Regions from separate parts of the Mus musculus genome. Here region 2 is linked to region 1. The links are chromatin contacts, called in public HiChIP or PLAC-seq maps. All regions are on one chromosome and are shown on one strand. The core of a region is the stretch at or near the end of the contact, and the rest is flanking DNA. Distances in the headings are between cores, read along the strand shown. Region 1 holds the start of Ccs (copper chaperone for superoxide dismutase). Region 2 holds the start of Snx15 (sorting nexin 15).

Evidence for each region. HiChIP or PLAC-seq counts read pairs in DNA pulled down with a chosen protein or histone mark.
Region 2: a contact with region 1 is called in an HNF4G HiChIP or PLAC-seq map of pancreatic cancer cells. The contact joins the promoter of Snx15 here to the promoter of Ccs in region 1.

The regions. Positions count from the first base shown.
Region 1 is chr19:4,837,045-4,841,234 of GRCm38.p6, forward strand. It overlaps Ccs (copper chaperone for superoxide dismutase), which reads right to left and starts at 2,278. Exons shown (of 8, transcript NM_016892.3): 1 at 2,153-2,278; 2 at 1,787-1,859. The coding sequence starts at 2,191. It overlaps Ccdc87 (coiled-coil domain containing 87), which reads left to right and starts at 2,322. Exons shown (of 1, transcript NM_207268.3): 1 at 2,322-4,190. The coding sequence starts at 2,438.
Region 2 is chr19:6,126,183-6,130,372 of GRCm38.p6, forward strand. Snx15 (sorting nexin 15) reads right to left here and starts at 2,078. Exons shown (of 8, transcript NM_026912.2): 1 at 1,867-2,078. The coding sequence starts at 1,965.

The sequences.
Region 1 (4,190 bases), core at 1,028-3,527:
CCCGAGTGTGGTGTCCACCTGTCTTCCTTAATTGCTCTCCACCTGTTATGCTGAGGCAGGTTCTGTCACTTGAACCCAGAGCTCACTGATTTGGTTAGTCTAGCTAGCCAGCTTGCCCTGGGATCCCTGTGTCTATCTTCTGAGGGCTGGGACCACAGGCGGTCTGTCTGCCACGCCAGTCTGGCATAGACACAGGTGCTGGCAATCTGAACTGGACTCTCACACTGATGCAGCTATCACTTCTACTGACTCAGCCATCTTCCTTGCCCCTGGCAAACACATGGTTCACAGACACAGGCACGCAAAACACCCGTACATATTAAATAAAACAGATTTTAAAAATAAACCTAAAAAAAAAAAATCATCCCAAGCCAGGCAGATGGCTTAACGGATGAACTTTTCGGGTTTGGTTCTGCTTTTTGGTTTGTTTGGGTTTTTTGTTTTTTGTTTCTTTTTGTGCTTTTTTAAAAAAATTATTAATTTTATGTATGTGAGTACATACACACCAGAGAGGGCATCAGATCCCACTACAGATGATTGCTGGAAATTGAACTCAGGACCTCTGGAAGAGCAGTTAGTGCTCTTAGTTGCTAAGTCATCTCTCCAGCCCTGGGTGAACTGTTCATGCTACACAAGACAGCTGGAAGCAGAGAACCAGCTCTGGAGTTGTTCTTGACCTCCACATGCACAAGCCCTCCTCCAAGCACATCATGCACACACTCACTAATAATAAATCAAATAATAGTTCCAGGTCAGGTGTGGTGGCGCACGCACGCACGCACAACTTTCATCTCAGCACTCGGGGGTAAAGGTAAGCAGATCTCTGTGAACTGCAGGCCAGCCTGGCCTACATAGTGAGTTCCAGGAAAGCCAGGGCTATGTGGAGAAAGACCTTATCTCAAAATAAAACAAAACAATCAGTCCCCTCAATCGTCCTCCTAAAACCCCACCTTTGCCTGTAAGCTTTTCTCCTCTTTCCTCTTACAATCCCCTGAAATTGAGTGGGCTCTCACTACAGGCTCAAGACTTGTATCAACTAATTCACTCCTCATGACAACACTGAGCTATGAACACTGTTCAAACACTGAAGAAACAGAAACACAGAAAATAAGCACGAAGCTGTACATCTGTGGAACTATACGCACTGGGGTTCCCCACCCCACCCCTGCCAGTGTCCTGGCTTCAGACTCTCATCTCCTTCTTTCCCTTTGCCACCATGGCTTCCCAAGGAAGTGTTCTAGGAGCGCTCCTTTGCCAAAGCTTATACGATCTTTACCTAAGCATAGGGGTAAACATTTTCCCTCAGAAACCCCCAGTGTCTAATCTATACTGGCTGAAAGGTTGAATGAACATTTAACAGAATCCAAAACAGCCAGTTTCTAGCGTCAGGAAAATGACTCTGCCTTTCATATCTTTCCTCTTCTGCCAGGTCACCCACCTGCAGACCTCCTGGCTTAAAGTCCCTGAATTGGGCCAGGGATGTTGTCTGCTTTCTCAGAACTGTTCTATTTCCCAAGCCAGACCTCAAATGCCCGCCCCCCTCCCCCTCTAGAATGCCCTTGGTAGGAAGTGCTCTATACTCTGGCTAGTTCCATGCTGTTCAGCAGCTGGACAGGCAGTTTGTACTAGAAGAAAGCTCTGGCTAGGCAAAGCTTGAGGCCTATACTCTAGGCTCTGCATCTCCCGGACTCTGAGAAACTTCCTTTCATTCTTTCTGCATCTATGCAACCGGAATACGGCTAAACACAAACCCCTGGCTGATCCCAGAAAGATTGTCTACTCTTACCTGCCACCCCTTTCAGGGTCTTGTGCACAGCATCCACACAGCTCTGACAACTCATCTGCACTGCAAACTCCAACTGTAAGGGAAGCAAGGCCAGGGCACATGTCAGACATGATCCTTACTCGCCACCTCATCCCCTATGTCTCTTTGCACACATTGCACTTGACTTCTCTTCAAATTCCTCCTTTATTATCTCATGAACATTCCAGGATCGCGGTCTTTACCACCAACCCCCCTCCCGTGAGGGGCATCTCCGTCCTAACCCCGGAATTTCACCTCCCCAGGAGCCTGTTCTTTCCTGGCTTCCCAAGATATTGATCACCCCAAGGGCTGAAGTTATGCGAGGCTCCACATGAAGCTTTCACTCACCGCACACACAGTCCCACCGTCCCCCGACTTCGAAGCCATCCTAGCTGTTGTCACTGCCTAGGCCGCACCGAACCGGTAGGGTCCAGAGACCAACACAACTCTACTTTGTGGGATGGGCGGAGTCTCGGAGGCCGCCCTTAGCTCCACCTCCTTGGCGCGTGCGCTCCCTAGGCTGAGGCCTCTGAGCTGTCCGGTAGTGCTACCGGCTGCGCAGGCGCATTGATGCAGTTTCCTTAGTAACCATTTGGCGTCCTCTACCCGCTCAGCCGGAACCACCTGGTAAAGATGGAACCACACAGTCAGGAACCTGACCTCAAGCCGATTTACCACCGGTTGCTGAGTCCGCTGTCGCTCTTCCCCAGCAAGGCGAAGCCTCCTCCAGAGCCTCCGAAGCGCCCCTCTCAAGATGCCACGCCCTTGCAATCCATCCCGCTGGCGAAGCTGAAAGTTGGGCCGCTGTGCCGCCAAGTGTCCAAGCGGCTAGCAAGCAGCGGGCGGGCGGCACGAGTAACTGCCAAGGACCGACTTCGTCTCACTGAGGTTATTCTAGAAGAGCTGAAGTGCAACTGGCGGGAACCTCCTATAGAACCCATTCTGGACTACGAAAACAACCAGAAGCTGCGGCAGCGGCTCGAGTCCTACGTGCTGATCAGTAGTGAGCAGCTCTTCGTACGCTACCTGCACCTGCTGGTGACCCTGCCGACCTCTAGAAGGGTCTTCACTGAATCAGCCACCCTCAGCCGGTTGGCAGTAAACCTTGCCAGGGATTGCACAGTTTTCCTCACCAGTCCTGATGTCTATCGCTGTCTGCTGGCTGATTTTCAGACCCTGCTAAATTTAAAGCACGCCCAGGGAGGCATAGTCAAATTGCGTCCTCCTCCCTGTCCCCCTGGGACTTTCAAGCTCTGTCCAATCCCCTGGCCTCACAGCACTGGCTTAGACCACATGCCGTGCTCTAGCCTCAACCTGAACTACCTTGTCCAACTCAGCCGCCCATATGATTTCCCCAGTGAGCCCGAACCTGATCCAGTGGAAGAGTTGAAATCCATCCCCCAGCTGAAGAGTAGACAGCAGCTCCTCTGGGTGCCCTCCATGATAAAGGATAAAGAAATTGAATCGAGACCCTCACCGATGGTACCACTGCCTAGTCATTCTCCCAGCAGTGAGAGTCACCAATTCCCCACCTCACCAGTCCATTCCTGGCTCCAAAGGGGCCAGTCCATGCCTTGTCTTCATGAGGGGTGGAGTCTGGCAGATGAGTTGTGCCTTCTTCCTCCCTCTCCTCATCCCCTCACCCCGCTGATCTTGGCTTCAGAGAGTAAACCACTGCCATTCCGGGACATAGTGGCTGAGGATCTGAAGCAGAAAATGAAGATCATGAGAATGGAGTGGAGTCGATACTCCCTGCTGGACTCTGGCCTGCCTCCCCTCCTCGGGGTCCTTACCCGGCGCCTAACTGCCCAGCACCACCTAGAGAAACTGCAGCAAATGATCAAAAGCCTGCAGGAGGAAGAAGCCTCCGGAAAGTGGGATCTCCAACCCCCGAGAATCATCCCACTACACCCACAGCCAGTCACTGTTGCTTTGAAGGTACATGATCAAGTTATAGTCCAGGTAGCTACTGTGCAACTCTCTGAAAGATACTTTAACGACTCTTTCCACGTTGAGGGGGCTGGAGTCCTATACAACCATCTGACTGGGGAACTGGATGGTAAAGCCATTGAAGAAATGGATGCGGATCGTCTTGTTGGGAACACCACCGGAGAGGTCTACAAGGAGTTGATGAGCCGAGTCTCTGTTAGTCACTTATCTTTTGAGGAAGGAGACCAAATTGAGCCTTCAGCAGATAAAGATTGGTCCTCCTACTTGGCCTCATCTTTTCTACACCAAGATAAACATATGCCAATCATCAACCGTAATCTGGTTGGATTTTACTCCAGAAGAACAAGCACTCCGAAGCCAGTCCCTGAGAAGGTGCCCTCTCTCACATTACTCCCAAGGCACAAAAGCTGGGACAAGCGACCAAACAGACACGGTG
Region 2 (4,190 bases), core at 828-3,327, 1.3 Mb after region 1:
TCGCTGCTGTAGCCAAGGACCTGGGTTTGGTTCCCAGCACTGAGATGGCAGATAGAAATAATTTCTAAGTCCAATTCCAGGAGATTCAAGACCTCTTTTGACCTTTGATCTCACCAGGCTTGTATTTGGTACATAAACATACATACAGGCAAAATATTCATACATATAAAATTAAATAAATCTGGAGCTGGATCGATGGCTCAGGTTAAGAGCACTGGCTGCTTTCTAGAGGACAGAAGTTCTATTCCCAGCACCAACGTGAGGGCACACAAGCGCTTGTAATTCCAATCAATAGGGATCTACCACCCTCTTCTGGCCTCCTTTGGTATTGCATGGAGAGTGCACAGATGTTTTTGTTTTTTAAAAAAACAACTACGTTTTAAATCTTTAAGTAAATAAGCCAGGAGGGGTAGTACACATTTTTAATCCCTAGGGATGCTGCACTGGGGAGGCAGAGGCAAATGGATCTCTGTTTGAGCCTGGTCTACAACACAAGTCCCAGGACAACCAGGGCTACAGGGAAAAAACATGCCTCGAAATAAATAAAGAAAAAAATTAAGTAAATAAATCTATAAAATAAAAAAAGGATCATCTTGTAGGGTGCTGTGGCAAGAGAGAGACATGGAGAGAGAGAGAGAGAGAATGAGAGAGAGAGAGAATGAGAATGAGAGAGAGAGAGAGAGTTCTCTAAAATGTGGGAGGCCATGAGTTCAACCCTAGCACTGGAAAAAAAAAACAACTCTATGCATGTGTAAGGCATGTGACTAGATCTAAAAGGCTAACAGGAAGACATAAGGGTTCTGAATGCCTTGTCATCCTTTCTACCCTCCGGCATCTTCCTAGAGACAATTATTATATTTGTATTTTTTGGCATGAAAAAGTAAACCCCCGGAACACTCTTGACGTATCTAAGACTCTGACTTAGATTGCTTTGGGAGCGACTTGTATGTGTTTGCTTCCTTTTAACAGTCGACAAGCCACTAATCAAACAGTTGCCAAGTTGAAAAAAATTTAAGTACAAGAAAATATATAGTCAGTCTTTCCGCAGCAACCCGGTTTCTCCCATTGGAGACCTCCATAGTTACCTTGGGTAAAATTCTAAAAGCATTCTTTCATGCTGATGTTTCTACGAGCTCATTCTAAGTTTTATTGTTACAAACACCAATTTCAGCTTATTGACTTCCTTATCTGTTAAGACCAGTCTTTTTTTTTTTTTGCGTGAGTTTTTAAAACCACACAAATTATATATATATAATATATAAATAGTATAATAAAATTATATGTGTATATGTGTATATACACACACACATACATTTAAACTTTTAAAGAGCTTTTTTTATAGTTGGTCCTGGTGGTGCACGCCTTTAATCATAGCACTTGGGAGGCAGATGCAGGAGGGTCTCGGTGACTTCCGGGCCAGTCTAGTTTACATCGTGAGTTCGCAAAAGCCAGGGCTGTCTCAAAAAAAGAAAAGATAGATAAATAAAAAGGTGGTGGTGGGGCTTTTACGGATCAAGCAGGGAAAATTACCAAAAGTTACTCTAAGCGATTAGAGAAGGAATATTTAGGTTAATCCGGAGTTTTCTTGCTTTGAGAAATTCGTAGACCGCATCTAGACATCACCAACAACAGAGAGGGGGTACCGGGCCAAGCGCAGAGCCAAGCTCCACAGACTTTAAAAAATGACCCTTAGCCCCGCCCCAGGAGGTGAGGCGCCTTAAATCTTCTGTCTCAGGCGCCTCTTAAAGGGGAAATCTATTTGTGTAGGCCAAACCGCGACCTCCTTGAAGCTCTTTGCCTTTAAGGTACAGCACGGATCCGGAGCTGCTTAAAAGGGTAATGCTCCCCCGCTGGGTCCCACCTCACCTGAGCGGTTACTTTGTACTCTGTGTAACCCTTGGGGTGGGTCCTAGGGTCCGAGACTGTGTAGTGTCGCAGGAAGTCATCCTTCGCTTGGCGCGACATGACAGCGGAGCCGGTCGCCGGCTCCTCCTCCTGCACGTCGCCCCCGCTCCCCGCGTGTTGAGCCTACTGCCACTGCCAGGATCCGGCCTGCGCCCTTCTTCAGGCCCAGGGACCTAGTCGCAAGTGACACAACCGTTCTTGGCTTGGGGGCGTGGCTAAGGGAGTGTCTGACAAGTTCTAGGTCATTGGTAAAGCGGAGTTCTAGGTAGAGACTAAGGATTGGTTGTTTGGGAGAGGATTTACCAGCTGGCATCCTGGCATGTGATTGAACCCACTTCCCCCTAACGTAAACCCTCCTTACAGACCTCCGAAACGTTTCTTTATTTATCTTCTTTACACTCATCCAGCCTCTTATTTATGAATTATTTTAAGCTAAGATCTCTGCTGTGTTGACCAACTTCTGGGCTTAAAATATTCTCCTACCTAAGCCTCCTGAGTATCTGGAACTTCAGGTGCTTGGCATAGGGTCTAACCCATGCAACTTTTATTGTGTTCAAAATGTGCCTAGCAGAGCCAAGTTCCCTGCCTCCCTGTGCGGATTGGGGGGTGGGGGGAACGACACACACTGACATTTTCTGATGCTGAAAAAACTGGATAGTGACAGAGGCTCTGAAATCACAACACTTACACGTATTTGAATTCCCCTTAACTGCTTCAAATTTGGGGAGGTTGGACGTTGAGATGATCTCATGTAGCCCAGTTTGGCCTCAGACTCTCTATGTAGTTGAGGCTGGCCTTGGATTTCTGACCCTCCAATTTCCATCTCCCAAATGCTGAAATCCTTGGTAAGCATTACATTTCCCTCTTGTAACTGCATGCATCTAGTTTTTCATCTATGGAAAGTGGTACCTGACACAGTATCTTCTGTAACAGATCAGATCAAGAGGCATGCTGGCACAACACAGGGATAGCGAAAACCCAACACCAATTGATCAAGGCCAAATTGGTGTGGAAGATTATCACTAAACATAGATTGCAGCACATCCCACCACTACCAGAAATCCCATCTTCAAATAGGAAAGAGTGGATAAAAGAACCATTAAGGGTTGGAGAGATGGCTCAGCGGTTGTGAGCACTGACTGCTCTTCCAAAGGTTCTGAGTTCAAGTCCCAGCAACCACATGGTGGCTCACAGCCATTCATAATGAGGTATGACGCCCTCTTCTGGGGTGTCTGAAGACAGCTACAGTGTGCTGTAAATATAATACATGTAAATATGTAAATATAATAAATAAATAAATCATTAAAAAAAAGAACCATTAAAAAATCTGAGGTGAGATGGCTCAGCAGTTAAGAGCACTGACTGCTCTTCCAAAGGTCCTGAGTTCAAATCCCAGCACCCACATGGTGGCTCACAACCATCTGTAATGAGATCTGACTCCCTTTTCTGGGGTGTCTGAAGACAGCAACAGTGTACTTACATATAATAAATAAATAGATCTTTTTTTTTTTTTAATCTGAGATGTTGGCTGCGGTGGTACATCACACTTTTAGTCCCAGCACTAAGGAGGCAGAGGCAGGTGAATCTCTGTTTTGAGGGCGAAAACAAACAAACAAACAAACAAGAAAATAAACCATTTGTTATAGTTTGTATATGCTCAGCCCAGGGAGTGGTACTATTGGAAGGTTTGGCCCTGTTGGAGTAGGTGTGTGGGTGTGGGCTTTGAGACTCTCCTCATTCTAGCTGCCTTAGAAGTCAGTCTTCCACCAGCTGCCTTCAGATGAAGATGTAGATCTCTCAGCTTCTCCTGTACCATGTCTGCCTGGATACTGCCATGCTACTTCCTTGATAATACTGGGCTGAACCTCTGAACCTGTAAGCCTGATCAAATTAAATGATGTCCTTTATAAGGGTTGCCTTGGTCATGGTGTCTTCTAGGAAGTGTTTTCTGAGAGCATAAAGAAGCTGGGTTCCAGAGATAGCCAAGGCACTTGGTAATGTATAAGAGTCACCCAGGTGGTACTGATTTTGAAGACATGAAGAGGTCAATGAAGAGCAGCTGAGGCTTGGCACTGTGAGAGGCCATGGAAGGCCATTGGTGAAGGTGCAGCCTCAGTTGTATTTGGTGGCCCAGGACTGAAGGAGTCATGCAAAGGAGTTGAGGCTTGGCACCATGAAGACAGCCTGTGAGGGGCTATTGGTTGAGGCCTGATTGCAGCAGAAGACCCCAGCGTGTTGGAGATGCCAGTTCCATGGGATGATCACCAAGAATGGCAGTGGCAGTG